Regions from separate parts of the Ovis aries genome. Here region 1 is linked to region 2. Evidence: chromatin contacts called from public Hi-C data. All regions are on one chromosome and are shown on one strand. The core of a region is the stretch at or near the end of the contact, and the rest is flanking DNA. Distances in the headings are between cores, read along the strand shown. Region 1 overlaps CCM2L (CCM2 like scaffold protein). Region 2 holds the start of FOXS1 (forkhead box S1).

Region 1 (7,265 bases), core at 3,244-5,743, 150 kb before region 2:
AGTGGCACTTCCTCAGGACCCTCCCCTGATTTTCTAGGTCAGGCTGGTTTCTCATTATACATTTTCATACTAGAGTGTATGGTTGCATTTTATTTGTGTAACTATTTCTTTTAAAGCAGGTTCTTTTCCTTAAAAAAAACAAAAACAGGATTTCCCTGGTAGTCCAGTGGTTGGAAATCCACCTGCCGATACAGGGGACATTGGTTTGACCCCTGGTCCAGCAAGATTCCACATGCTGCAGGGCCACTAAGGCCATGCACCTTGACGCCTGTGCTCTGCAACAAGAGATGCCGTCACATCGAGAAGCATGTGCACCACGGCTAGAGAGGAGCCCCCCTTTCTGCAACTAGAGAAGGCCCACAAGCAGCAGTAAAGACCGGTGTGGCCAAAATAATTATTTTTATTTATTTATTTGAGTACATCCGGTCTTCCTTGTGGCACACAAGATCTTTCGTTAAAGCATGTGAAATTTTGGTCGCAACATGTGGGATCTAGTTCTCTGGCCAGGGATTGACTGAACCAGAACCCCTGGATTGGGAGCATAAAGTCCTAGCCATTGAATCACCAGGGAAGTCCCTGTGTAACTATTTAATTATTGTCAGCTGATTAAGGGGACGACCGAGGATGAGATGGCTGGATGGTATCACGGACTCGATGGACATGAGTCTGAGTGAACTCCGGGAGTTGGTGATGGACAGGGAGGCCTGGCGTGCTGCGATTCATGGGGTCGCAAAGAGTCGGACACAACGGAGCGACTGAACTGAACTGATTTCAGCAACGCAAGCCTCTGAGGGAGGACCATGTCTGATTTTAGTCACCAGTGCATCCTGGAGATTAGCAGGATCCGACACTCAGGTGTTCAAGAAATATTTGTTGAATTATCTTATTTATTTGTCCATCATCCCTGGGAGAGTCAATGAACTTCCCCAGATTCTCAATAACCACAGTTTCCACAGATGGGAGTGCCTCCAGGAGGAAAGAGCCCGCTCCCTGTTGCTGCTGCTGCTGCTGCTAAGTTGTGTCAGTTGTGTCCGACTCTGTGCGACCCCATAGATGGCAGCCCACCAGGCTCCGCCGTCCCTGGGATTCTCCAGGCAAGAACACGGAGTGGGTTGCCATTTCCTTCTCCAGTGGAGCTATGCAAACAGGGACCACCCTGAGGGGGCTGTGGCTGAGGAAGTTCACTTTGGGGCCTTGAAGGCAGCATGGAGAGTGAAGCTTTTGCAGATGGAAGCTTTAGAATCAGGTGCACTTGGGTTTGAATCCTGACTCTGTCATTTGCCAGCTGTGTGACCTTGAGACATTTATTGACCTCTCTGAGCCTTAATAGCCTCATCTGTTAAAACTGGATTCATAAGGCCTCAGACAGTTCTTTCATCTATTCAGAAAATACACCTTGAGCATCTGCCCCTGGTCCTCCTCTAGGCACAGGTGACACAGTGGCAAACAGGACAGATGAGGTTGTTATGAGGATTACAAAACATGTGGCACATTGGGTCTGTGCTTGGCACATAGCTGGTGCTCAACAAATCTCTGTTGATTTCATTTTCATTACAGCCCTTGACAGCACTCAAGGACCAGTCTTGAAATCTTGGTTTTGACCTAGAGTCCTAGTAGGGCTAGATGGCTCAGTAAATAGACAATCCCCCTGGGATGCCAAAATACAAAAGGGAGAGAGAGTTCACCTCTAAAGGGCTTATTATAAAGCTAGGCTTGAGGTCATTATGAAATTGGACATTTTATTTTAGCTACATATTGGGGGTACACTGTAATTTCTGTAAAAGTCAGGACCCCTAAAGGCTTTTGTTGGCCCCAGTCTTGGGACATATCACCCTCTACCCCACCCCTGACCCCCACCTCCTCTGGCCTTTCGGGATGATTCACAGGAAGGTGGGCCAGGAACTGGAATACTCACTGCGGCTACAGAGCCACGGTCGTTCAGGTGTGGATGTGTAGTGGTAACCAGCCCGGTCCACACACTCGATGCTCTGGTCTCCGTAGATGATCTGGAAGACCTGACAGATAAGGGCACAGGACTCCTCGGCAGCATCCTTGTCCAGAGAGGAGGACAGAGCTCAGTCTCTCTTCCATGATCAAGATGCCCCTGCTTCCTGAAAACGCAGTGTGAGCGGGCACACAGGGGCACACATGCAACTGTGGGCGACTTCAGACACTCTAAGGTCATTTTCCATCAAAATTATATAGCCATGTTCTGGGTGGCTTTTATAGAAATAGCCACTTACTGGTCTTTATAGAATCCTGTGACAACTGTAACTCTTGTGCTCTGAAAAGTACAAACATGTACCCCCGGTTTATGGGAGAATTATGGGCCTTCTGAAGTTTATGCTAAATTAAATTAAGTTTACATGTAGGAAGCTGAAACCCAGAGACATAAAGTGATTAGCCAGGACTAGAACCCTAGTCTCCTAATACCTAGTAAGAGGAGGAAGAAATACATGTATGAAAATGTTAGGCTCATCATAGTTATTGTGCCATATTTGGATGTGAGCTTCCTGGCACCCAGGGCAAAAATGGAAGCAGGATGAATATATAAACTTCAGTCCCTGATAGAAGGAAGGCATTTAGGTTCTTGGGTAAGACTTTTTTGAGATGGCAAATTTGAAGAGGAATTTGCCTCTTTGGTTTACCTTTTTGAGTAAGAGATATAGAAAGACAACTAATGAAGAGTCCATCTTCATGAAGTCATTTCTTATTTTGTGCTTCTCAAAAAGTCAGCCCAGGGTGTAAATTAAAATGTAACCTCAGGACAGGCATTTTGGGATGAGGGAGTGAAATTATCATTAAACCAGGATTGATCCTTATAATAACCCTATCAAGTGGACAGAGAAGAGGGGATCCTTATTTTATGAGAGTGGATAAGTGACTCATATAGCAGGCTCATGGCTTTGGTTAATGTTGGCACCCAGGTTTTTTGACTCTAACTCCTATACCCTTCTTGGGACCACGATGCCTCAGATTGCAGGCCAGAGGCTCAGATACTCCCGGGAAAAAAAAAAGCCTTATTTATTTACTCATTCTACAAATTATTACTTATTTCCACTGTGTGGCAGGCACCGGGCTGGGTTCTGGAGTCTCAGAGGTGAATTAGGTAAGGCCTAAAGCCCTCCCAGCCTAGTGGAATAAACAGGGCACACTGGTACCTATGTCTGGAATTGACTTTCTTGGCTCTTTGCCCTGCTGCTTCCTTCTCTCTTCCACATTTCAGTTTAAAAGGCACAAACTCACTTTCCTCTGAAAAATGGATCTCCTTCCTCCTTATCATTTCAAGTTGCCTGTTTTTTTGTTGGTCCCCATCACAACATATTGTAATATATTACGAACTAATCCATCTACTCAATATATTTATTGAGCAGCTAGGAAATGGCAACTCATTCCAGTATTCTTGCCTGGAGAATCCTGTGGGCAGAGGAGCCTGGTGGGCTACAGTCTGTGGGGTTGCAAAGAGTCGAACATGACTGAAGTGACTTAGCATGAACGCACACATATGCCAGGCACTTTTCTAGGTGCCAAGGATAAATGGGAAAGTGTTTCAAGTCCACTCCATAGCCTGAGTTTACTGGTTACTATCCACCTTTCTTTCTAAAGAGGCATCATGTCCATTTTGTTCACCACATGGGATTTATATATAGGGGGAGTTCAAGGCCCTGGGTCAGAGAAAAAGCTTACAAGTCTCAGGGTTTGAAGGTGTCTGCTAGACAGTGAGCTCCCTAAGGGAGGACACTAATTATGTCTTGTTCATTTCTGTATCCATGTCACCTAGACCAACGCCTAGCAGAAGCTGGTACTCAATAAACATGGTCAAATAAATAAAAGCAAGGGTGAATGTGGAGGATAGAGGGTGGGGCAAGAACTGCGGGAAATCTTATGCTTTGGGTGATGACCATTGTTACCAAGAGTACGGGCTCTGAACTTTCGGGTCCTAGTGTTGAAATCACCGCCTGCTTCCTGTGCGACCTTGCACAAGTTGCTTAGCCTCTGTCTGTTTCCTTCTCTGTAGAATAGGAATGATGGTAATATTTGCCTCTAGGGGTTAACCTGAGAACAAAATGATTAATGCTGGTTTCCTGTCTGGCACAGGTCGGGCACTCAGTTCGTGCTGGTGATCACTGTCCTCATGATTCTTACTGTGGTAGTGCGGAGACTGACGATTTTGGGGAAAGAGGAGGGCTGGAGGAGGGATTAGATCTAAGTCTGGGCCATTTTGAACTTTCATCCCTCCGGGACAAGTAAGGGGGAGGTGTCCGGGAGCTGGAGGGTAGAAGCCTTTTGCCGTTATGGGCGCACAGTGCCTGAAATCCTGGGGAGTAGGGCCAAAGGAGGGAGATGAAAACGGACGGGGGGACGCGGGAGTGGGGGCGGAGGGTTGCGGGGGTAGGGGCAGAGGGATGGGGGCCGGGGCGCGGGGGTGAAGACGTGCCCTGGAGGCAGGGTGCAGGAGCGCAGGGTGCCCTCGGGCTCACCCTGTTGGCCACAGCCAGAATGACCAGGTTGCAGTAGGCGTCGGGGCTGGGGTCCTGCGGGTCTAGAGGGTTGGGGCCCGGGTGGCGCCGCTCCCAGCTGCCACCGCCGCCGCCCGCCTGCCTCCGCTCCCAGCTGCCGCCTGGCTTTCCCGCGCCGCCGCCGCCGCCGGCGTGCCGCCGCTCCCAGCTGCCGCTGAACGTCTGCCGCCGCTCCCAGCTGCCCGACGCCCGCGCCCCGGCGCGCTGGCGCTCCAGGCTGCCGCCGCCGCCGCCCCCGGCCCGGGCCTCTGCGCCTGCGCCGCCGCCCCACGCCATCCGCCAGTCCAGGCTGCAGATGGTGTGGCGCCGCTCGGTGGTGCCCACCCGCCGCTTTTCGGGCGCCAAGCCCGGTGGGCCCGGGTCGCGCCCCGCCCCGCCGGGGCTGGCGTCTACGCCGGCTGGCACCGGGTCCACGCCCAGACCTAGGAGAGGTCGGGTGGCCGTCAGAGCAGGAGATCCAGGCTAAGCGCCCCCTCTCCCGACGCCAGCTGGGGGTCCTGACCCGCCGCTGCGGGATGGGGGTTTGGGAGTGAGTCCCCTGGCCCTTGTGCTCAGGCCACACCCCTAGCTTCAAAGTCAGGAGGCCCGACCCCGCCCCACCCTCAGGCTCCACCCCTGGATCTGGCCTTTCCCACCCATCCCACTCCATCCAGACGCCCCTTGCCTCGGACCCTGCCGTCTGATCTGAGTAGTGGTCAGGCTATCGCCTCCCTCTTTACTGTTAACTCTGACCCTGTTCTTGGTTTCGGGAACCTCTCCTTGGATCCAAGCTTCCCTTCAGCCCCGCCCCTGGTCTCAGGCCCCCGCCCCTAGCTTGGCAGGGTCTCACACCTCCCACCAGGTAGCTCAGCCGCGAGTCCCGCCCCCCAGTGTACGGCTCCGCCCCTAAGTGAGACGCCGCTTCTTGCCCCAGGTACCCTCCTAGCCTCAGAGCTTTGCTACCCATGAATCACGAGTTCAGGCCTCAGGATTCTGGCTTCTCCATCATTTCTGAGATGGTGGGTCAGGCCGCCCTCCTTCAACCCTCAACACTAGGCTCCCACTTCTTGCAAACAGCCATGCCCTATCCCTAGTCTGGGGGTAGTTTGGTCAGGCCTTCCATTACCCCATCCTCCAGCCTCAGGCCCCGCCCCCGCCCCAGGCTGCGCCCATTTCTATGTGCCGGGCCGTTCTCTACCCTTTCCCCTCCCCGCCCTGCCCCGCCCTGCCCCGCCGACCGTACCGGTCTTCAGCACCAGCAGGTGCAGAGCGTCGTCCTGCAGGTAGGAGGCGGCGGCAATCTCGTGCGTGGGTATACGCAAGATAAGCTCCTCGTTGTCGCGCCAGGTGAGCAGCAGGCAGCGGGCCGACAGGCTCAGGATGCTGTCTTGCTCCGCCGTGGTCTTCAGCGGCAGCTCCTTCAGCTGCTGCGGGGTGGGTCGGATCTCCTGAGTCCCGGTGGCTACGGGTGGGAAACGTAGGGAACCAGACCCTGTCCTCCCCTCTCCCGGCGCCTCACCCTGGCCGTGTCCAGCAGCTGCAGGAGCTCGTCCCGGCTGGAGGGGTTCAGCGAGGAGGTGACCCAGGTGAGGTGACCCAGGAACTGTATAGAAATGGGACGGGGGTGGGGGTGGTGGGAGAAGGGCAGAGAGGTTACCTTGAAGCCGCGGAGGACCCTGACCTCACTGACACCGTAAGGGTAGACTGAGATAGAAATATCTGAATTAATAATAATGGCTTGGTAATAACTGTTATTAAAGCAATCCTAGGACCCATAGTCCTGCGAGTTTTATGTACTCATTCATCCTTACTTTGAGGATGAGAAAACTAAAGCACAGTCAAAATAAATAACCTGCCCAGTATTATCTATAATAGAAAGGGTGGAGCTGGACTCCACACACCAGAACCCACACTCTCACAGCTAGCTTATTTTTGCTAATATAAGCTTACTTTATGAACATACAGTTATTTGACTATGGCAGAAGCAAAGGTCACTGTAATAGCTTGAAAGAACAGGCCACTTGTGATTTCCCACTTGGCCTGAGTGGCTCCTGTTCATCCCAAGCACCCGTGTCAACAGGTCACTGGCCTTCTTTATGACCTTGTTGCAGAAATTAAGTGGGAAGGAAAGAATATTGTATCAAGTTAGTGTATAATTTTGTCAGAAAAATAAGTAAATAAATCATTCATTCTTACTTATAGCTTAATGTTACTTATAGCTAAATGTCATTAAGTGTAAGAATTAACATTTTTCATTATTTTTATTTTTATTCTTACAGGTGAATTCTACCAATCATATCATTTCTCTTCTTTTTATTCTCTATAAAGTTTTAGTCCCCAGTTTTTTAAGTGGATTTGTTAGCTTTTCACTTTATAGGGTTGCCAGATAAAATACAAGATGCCAATTAAATTTGGTTTTCATGTAAACAACTAATTTTTTAGTTTGTTTTTAAAGTAATTTTAGTCTCATGTAACACTGGGTATATATTAATACTAAAAAATATCATTGCCTACCTGAAATTCAAATTTTTAATAAAAACTTTATTGAAGTATAATTGATTTACAATGCTTCAGGTATACAGTCAAGTGATTCAGCTGTATACATATATAATATATATATTCTTTTTCATATTCTTTTCCATCATAGATTATTACAAAATATCAACTATATTTCCCTGTGTTATACAATAGGTCCTTGTTGTTTATCTAGTTTATATATAACAGTGTGTGTTAATCCCAAACTCCTAATTTATCCCTCCCCCTACC
Region 2 (7,283 bases), core at 2,763-5,262:
TGGATGGAGGGGAAGCCGGCGCCGCCAACGCCGGGCGCGCCCGCTCCCTTTCCCGCAGATTGCTGGCTGCACGTGCGGCTCTTCTACCGCGCGGAGCTGGTGCGCGAAGCCACAGCGCTGGCGGCCGAGGGCTGCAGCCTGAGCCCGCGCGCGGCCACCGCGGCCGCCGAGCGACTGCTGGGGCCGCCGCCGAGGGTCGCGCAGGTTCGCTTCCCGGAGCCGCCGGCCAGCGCCCACGTGCTGCGGCGCCTGCTGCCCCACCTGGAGCGCGGCGTGCTGCTGTGGGTGGCGCCCGAGGGCGTCTTCGCCAAGCGCCTCTGCCAGGGCCGCGTGTACTGGCGCGGCCCGCTTGCCCCGCACCGCGCGCAGCCCAACAAACTGGAGCGCGAGCGCACCTGCCAGCTGCTCGACACGCGCCGCTTCCTCGCGGGTAAGAGCGCGACAGCCGGGCCACGGGTTTGAGAATTCTGGGCCTGGGATGGACCTGGAAACAAAGGACATGACACGGAAACACCGAGAGTGGGAACGAATACGGACATGGGCCTGCAGCAGGTGGAGGTGTAGGCTTGTGGCAGGCTTGGGGCGCTGGGTGTGGGACAGAAGCCTAGGACCTGGGCACGTGTTGTCTTAGGGCATTAAGCACAAGGTGGGCATTGGGGCACTGGGCACAAGATAGGCATAGATGAGTGGCAGTGGGCATGGTAGTGAGCCTAGGGCACGAGGCACAGGGCCTGAGAATTAGAAGCGAGACATGAGACAGGCATAGGGATGTGGAAGTGGGCCTGGGCACATGGGGGATGTGGATTTACAGGACATGGTCAGGAGATATGAGCACAAGGTGGGCATCAGATGGGATCCCCCCACCCCAGACCCCACCATCTCGGTGCCCGTAGAACTGCGAGCCCACCTACAGGATGGTCGCCCGGAGCCCGAATACCAGATCCGGCTGTGCTTTGGTGAGGAGTACCCGGGGCCCCCGGACCAGCCCGAGGATCGGCTCATTATGGCCCATGTGAGTCACTTTCCACACCAGCGGAGAACCACCCCCCACCCAGCCCCTCTAAATAGCCTCTCACTGCTCCCTCCAGTCCCAGCTCTGCCCCTGACCTGCCATATGACCTCTGATCTGGAAGACCTCCTGTGTGAAAATGCATGTGGAGATGGGTTGTCACTCCCCACCCCTCAACAAAGTGGGTGGGTTAGGAGAAGTTTGGCTCATTCCTCCACCTCACTCTCACCCCACAGGTGGAGCCAGTCTTCGCCAGGGAACTCCTCCTGCACTCGAAGATTCACGGCCAGGTGCCCGGGTGGCAGGTTCCCAGCCTAGCATCCCCGACAGCATCAATCACCCTCTGATGCAGCTGAGTCAGCCCTAAGCGGCTTCTTCTTCATACCATACCCACTAAAAAACTCCCCACAGGGTATAGATCCCACCCTAGTCCTGCCCCAACTGAGCCAGGGGATTTAAGGTAGGTTGGGACAGTGGAAGCCAGTCACAGCCTTCAACCACTCAGCCACCAAGCTGGAGCCTGGGAACCAGGCGCAGAGATAGACAGCTGGACCTGAGGCATCAGGCTTGGAAATCAAACTCAACCTTGAGGCTCCAGAAATAACAATTAGGACAGAAACAAGGCTTGATCTTTTTGTTGAGAGTCGGACATGTCTACACTGGTTTACCTAAAGCAGACTCTTAACTGCAGTTGATCCGTTATAAAGTTTGCTTAAAGCTGAGTTTACTGGGAGTTCCCTGGCACTCCAGTGGTTAGGACCCTGCACTTCCACTGCTGGGGGCCCAGGTTGGAGGGATCCCTTGTCAGGGAACTAAGATCCTTCAAGCCCCACAGTCTGGCCAAAAAAAAAAAAAGGGGGGGGGGGTGGGGAGGGGTGGCTGAGTTTACTAATAATTAAACCCTTGGTATGGTTTAGACTGAAGCCCAACCAGTAACAGAACTGTCACACTTCTGAGGGGTTCTGAGTTTCCAGACCCTCATTCCACCTGCCACAAGTCTCTCTTCTTTGGAGGGGGTAAGCGGTAGTGGGGGTCGGGGCTCCCAAAACAGAGGACTTGACCTGAACTTGGGGCTTTGAATGCTAACTACTAAACCACCACCTGTAGATACTGACTTTGGAGAACCTGAGGCAGGCCTAGGATAGGAATCTAAGTGGGAGCCAGGAGTCCATCCCATCCCCAAGCCCCACCAATTTTTGCAAAATGTGAGTTGTAGGGAGTCTGTGAGGATTGGGAGGGAACCCCCTCCACCATGAAGGCAGTGACCCTGCCTTGTCAGTAAAGTCACTGTTTTCTACCCCAAATATCAGACCTTTTACCTTTTCTGATTTCTGACTTTATTTATGGGAGTTCTCTTACAGATGGCAATGTAATAAATTTTTCAGTGGTACATAAATAAGCCACTTTTACAGAGGAGAAACTGTGTGACTCCACAAAGGAGAGAAGTCAGTCAAATCACTATTTTTAAAATTCACTCTACAAATGTTTATTGAGCACCTACTCTGTTTCAGGCAAATGCTGCACACCAGGGATAGAGCAGACCATGGTCCCTATTCTCTTGGGGGTCACAAACCTGTTTTGCAGCAGTGGCCCGGTAACTGTCCTCTACCCCTGCCCCTCACAGAAGGAGTAGCATTAAGGAGGTCCAGACTTCGGAGTTGAAATCACAGCTTTGGTCTCTCATGAGCTGTGCCACCTCAGGCAAGGCACTTAACTTCTCTAAGCCTCAGATTCCTCATCTACTCTGAGGGCCTCTGGAGCAGAGTCAGTCTGAGAAGCAACTGTCGAGAGGGGAGGGGAGCTGGCCTAGCATGTCAGTGGCACGCAGGAGGTGCCGGCTGACTTGGTTTGCTTGGGGCTGGGAGAGCACGGTGGAGGTTGCTTCATCCTTCAGAAGCCTTGACTGTCCTGGGCTTCGCTGTACCCCCAGCCTAAGGCTGCAGCTATCGGAGAAACTCAAGGTGACAGTCCTCGTCATGCCCAAACCCTTACTCGGTGCCAGAACTCTAAAAGGGCACTGGATTCCGTGTAAGCTTTACCACAGCCTGGACAACTGCAGAGTCATCAGCTCCATTTTAGAGATGGGAAACTGAGGCTCAGCCAGAGAATTGGTTGAGAGCCTCTGGGAAGGGGGATGTCTCTGGCCTGAGGTCTGTCCTCCCCATACTAGTCACTAGAGGGCGCCAGCGCCCAGCAAGCCAGGTTTGGGCTGGCTCTCATAACCACCCTAGATGCCCCACCTCTTGCAGACCCCAGTGCTAGAAGGGCAGGAACAGTGTGACCCCGAGTGCTCTGCACTGCGGGGAGGAGAAAGAGAATCACGGGCCTGGGAGGACGAGGAAAGGAGAAAGAGGAAACCAGAGGTGGGGATTCAAGAGGCCCCTGAGGCTCTTCTCACAAAGCTCCCTGTGCTTGAGCCACAGATCCTACCTCTGCTCTCTCCTGAGAGTGTCTGCGTGTGTGTGTGTCTCCCTCGTCCTGTCTTGGTGGATTTCTCTCTCTTGTTCAGTTATTCTTTTTCTGTGCTCTGCGCACGTGCGCCTGTGCACGGGGCTGGCTCTCAGTGTCTCCCCTTTCGCGTCCACTTGCTGTCTCTTGTCTCCGCCTGTCTCCTCTGTGTGTTCCTGTCTCCCTCTTATTATGTCCCCGCCTCTCTTCCTCTCTGTCCTGCCTTTCTTCATTCTCTCTCTCTCTGCCTGGATCTCTTTTGGTTTCTGTCTCTGTCTCGCCCAGGTGCACATCCTGTCCGTCCTCCACCACCACCACCAGCCAGCACACGTGGGCTGAGGGTCTCAGTCCCTTCCCTCACGTGCCTCCTCACCCTGGGCAGCTGCTCACAGCTTCCCAATCCTGGCCTCTGCTGCCCGCCCCTCTTGAGCCTGGGGGGAGGGGAGCGAGGGAGGAAGGGAGGGCAGCCTGGCGGGCCCACCCCTTTTTGCCTTTCCAGGCTGGGAGGCTGGGCCAGTGGGCCTTTTAACCAGCCTGGGCAGGCTGTGCCGGACACCAGCCCTGGACATCGTGCCTGGCCTCTGCGGTTCCGGCAGCCCGGCCAGCCCGGCCAGCATGCAGCAGCCGCCCCCACCCGGGCCCCTGGCCCCTGCGGCCGAGCCAACCAAGCCTCCTTACAGCTACATCGCCCTGATCGCCATGGCCATCCAGAACTCTCCAGGGCAGCGGGCCACACTCAGCGGCATCTACCGCTATATCATGGGCCGCTTCGCCTTCTACCGCCACAACCGGCCGGGATGGCAGAACAGTATCCGCCACAACCTGTCACTCAACGAGTGCTTTGTCAAGGTGCCCCGCGATGACCGCAAGCCGGGCAAGGGCAGCTACTGGACGCTGGACCCCGACTGCCATGACATGTTCGAGCATGGCAGCTTTCTGCGCCGCCGCCGGCGCTTCACCCGACGGGCAGGTGCCCAGGGCGCCAAGGGCCCCACCAAAGCACGCCGTGGACCCCTCCGAGCCACCAGCCAGGACCCAGGAGCCCCCGACATCGCAGCTAGCAGACAGTGCCCATTCCCACCGGAGCCACTGGAACCCAAGGGCCTAAGCTATGGGGGTCTGATGGGGGCCTTGCCAGCCAGCATGTGCCCGGCTACCACTGATGCCAGACCTCAGACACCCTCAGAGGCCAAGGAGATCCCCACGCCCAAGGCTGCAGGCCCAGGGGAGCTCCCTGGGGCCACCTCGTCTTCCTCGTGCCCTGCTTTTGGCTTTCCCACCAGCTTCTCTGAGGCTGAGGGGTTTAGCAAGGCCCCTGCACCCCTCTTGACCCCCGAGGCCACCATCGGGAGCAGCTACCAGTGCCGGCTGCAGGCGCTGAATTTCTGCATGGGGACTGACCCAGGACTCGAGCACCTCTTGGCCTCAGCAGCCCCCTCCCCTGTACCATCCACCCCTCCAGCCTCCCTCCGGGCCCCGCTGCCCCTGCCAGCTGACCCCAAGGAACCCTGGGTTGCAGGCAGCTTCCCTGTCCAGGGAAGCTCCAGCTACCCATTGGGGCTGACCCCCTGCCTGTACCGGACGCCAGGAATGTTCTTCTTTGAATGAAGGCCAGCCGGCCTCAGGCCGTCCCTGCATAGCCCCTGCCAACTACGCCCTCCAGGTTGAGCCTGACTCTGGGATCTGGGGAGCTCTCAAAGGACACGGGCCTGGCAAGCCCACGACATCTGGGACAGAAAGCCAAGATTGCAGCGGTGAACACTCAGCCAGCCCTAGGGCCTCTGGACAGACTTGGGGGTGAGGGGAAGCAGGGCCCCCTGGGGATTTACTCTGTGGCTCTCAGGGCCAATAAAGCCAGTGTGATGATGAGGGTCAGTCTGCTGGATGGTTGGCAGCTGAATACCAGGACGCCTGGTTCCATGTGGAGTGGGAGTGGTTGTGGGGTTGAATGGCAGGGGCAGGGGACCCCAGATAGATATGTCTCACATGAGGCTCTCTACTGCTGGGGACTTTCTCAGGAGGTTTCCCAGGAAGGCAGAGGAAGGGGGAGCAAGGAGTGGGAGAGAGAGAGAGGAGGGATCCAATCAGGAGAGATGCCCAGCAGGGTTGGGGCTGGGCGGCACTGAGGGGCTGACCCTCCAGCCCCAAAATCTGTGACTCGGCTCCCTCATGATGAGCAGCCACAATACCTGTGACCATTTGTGGTATTTATCTTGTCCTGGGCTCATATATATCTTCTCATATATATATGTGTGGGACAGAATGTTATCCCCATTTTACAGTGGTAGAAACTGAGGCTCAAAGAATTTGGGGCTCACTAGCTCTGGCTCCAAATGGCAAATGAGTGGCAGAGAAGAAATCCAAACCAGGTCTGTGTGGCTCTACCCACCCCCACCCCTACCCCCCAACAACCAATCCTAACTTGCAGTTTGAGTGAGGCTGCAGGGTGGCACATAGGGTCACCCCCTCAGAGGGAGGGGGCATTTTTTGAAGCCTGGCGTGCCAGGGCTAAAAAGCCACCCCTCACCCCTAACACAGACAGGGAGCCCAAGGCTCAAAAGGCAGGCACACTTCCCTTGTCTGGATTTCCCATGTGACTGGGAGACCTCCCTGAGCCAACAGCTCTCTGAAGTCTCCTGGTGTCTCTTTAAGAAAACATTTCCCTTAAAGTGGGAGGGGGTGGCTATCCAGGGTACAGCTCAGAAGAGGCTGAGCCCTGACCTTTGGCCTTCTTCAGCTGCCCCCTTGGGTGGAAGCAGGAGAAGTGGGTATATTCATGTCCCCCATCAGAGGAACAGACTTAGGGACCTGAAACCTCACTGTTCCCACACCTTCCAACACCAGGCTTGCTGAAGCCGATGGCTTGCTTCTGGGACCTCAGTCCCCCGTCTGGATCATGGGTGTAGGGAGAGAAGACAGGAGCCAAGAATTCTTTGCTGGAGGCTCTTGGGTCCCACGAGATGATACCCAGGAGGCTAGAGACCCCTTCATCAGTCAGGCAGCCCAGTTCCCTCCAGAAACCCCCCTCTCGGGCAGGCAGCCACGCTGGCTTCAGTCTCTGCGGCTCCCTCCTCCCTCAGCCAGTCCCCTGAGGCCTGGGAGGAAGCGAGCCCGGCTGGACGGCCCCAGCTGTCTGGTTCCCACAGACTCCAGAGCTGGGGTGGAGGGGGGACCTGCAGGGTGGGAGGCTCAGTGCGGCCAGAAGGGGGTGGGGAAATGCCTGGCCAGTTTGGGGACCCTCCCCACCATGTGTGCTGGGCCACAGCCTGGAACCCATGGAGCAGCGGGGGGACGTCGTGTCCCATTTGGGCGGCCTTGTGGCCAGAAGGGGACAGGATGGAGCCCCATGAGTGCAGGGCAGGGCGAGGAGAGGCTCACACTACAGGGTGTGCCTGTGTGGGTCAGTACGACTCAGGGTGTGTGTGTGAGAGAGAAGAGACAGAGAGATGCTCGGAGACAGAGACAGGGACAGATTCAGGGGGCGGGGGTCCTATCTCAGCTGGATCAGAGAAAGAGGCCGCTGCCGGCGCCGTTCCCTGTGGTGCATTCCTGTGGAGGCCCGGTGACCCCAGTCCCTTCCCAGCCTGTGTCCTGGAGCCAGTAAGAGGATGGGGAGGCCGGCCCAACAGGAGGAGAGCCGAAGCCTCGGCATCCTGCTCCACCCACCCCTGGAGGAGGTTTAGTATCTGACTGGGGCGGGGGCTTGTGGAGAAGAAACTGCACCCCCTGCCCCCGATTGTGGTAGGGGACAGGCAAAGGGGTCAGCCACACCCAGAGCTGGGCAAGCCCCCTCCATGTCCCTCTCAGGTCCCCTCAAAGAGTCCAG

What was found. Hi-C and Micro-C count contacts between places; a contact is called where the count stands out from the background.
Region 1: a contact with region 2 is called in a Hi-C map of liver, with 4 times the contacts expected there. The contact joins the enhancer-like site here to the promoter of FOXS1 in region 2. A contact is called at or near these places in 5 of 16 Hi-C or Micro-C datasets (blood, liver and tail adipose tissue).

Annotation. Positions count from the first base shown.
Region 1 is chr13:61,197,554-61,204,818 of ARS-UI_Ramb_v3.0, reverse strand. It overlaps CCM2L (CCM2 like scaffold protein), which reads right to left. Exons shown (of 10, transcript XM_060397019.1): 3 at 6,019-6,102; 4 at 5,743-5,923; 5 at 4,482-4,942; 6 at 1,916-2,051. Among named protein-coding and RNA genes, the nearest start is that of CCM2L, 7.3 kb to the right of the region's middle. Within about 2 kb of position 4,493, at least 14 of the 54 cell types and tissues checked have an H3K27ac peak or open chromatin away from gene starts, as enhancers often do. A contact at or near this core is called in liver, where this site is marked.
Region 2 is chr13:61,047,502-61,054,784 of ARS-UI_Ramb_v3.0, reverse strand. It overlaps FOXS1 (forkhead box S1), which reads left to right and starts at 4,012. Exons shown (of 1, transcript XM_015099819.3): 1 at 4,012-5,326. The coding sequence starts at 4,073. The coding sequence ends at 5,065. It overlaps LOC106991529 (interferon regulatory factor 4-like), which reads left to right. Exons shown (of 5, transcript XM_042229990.1): 4 at 59-430; 5 at 894-5,326. The coding sequence ends at 1,327.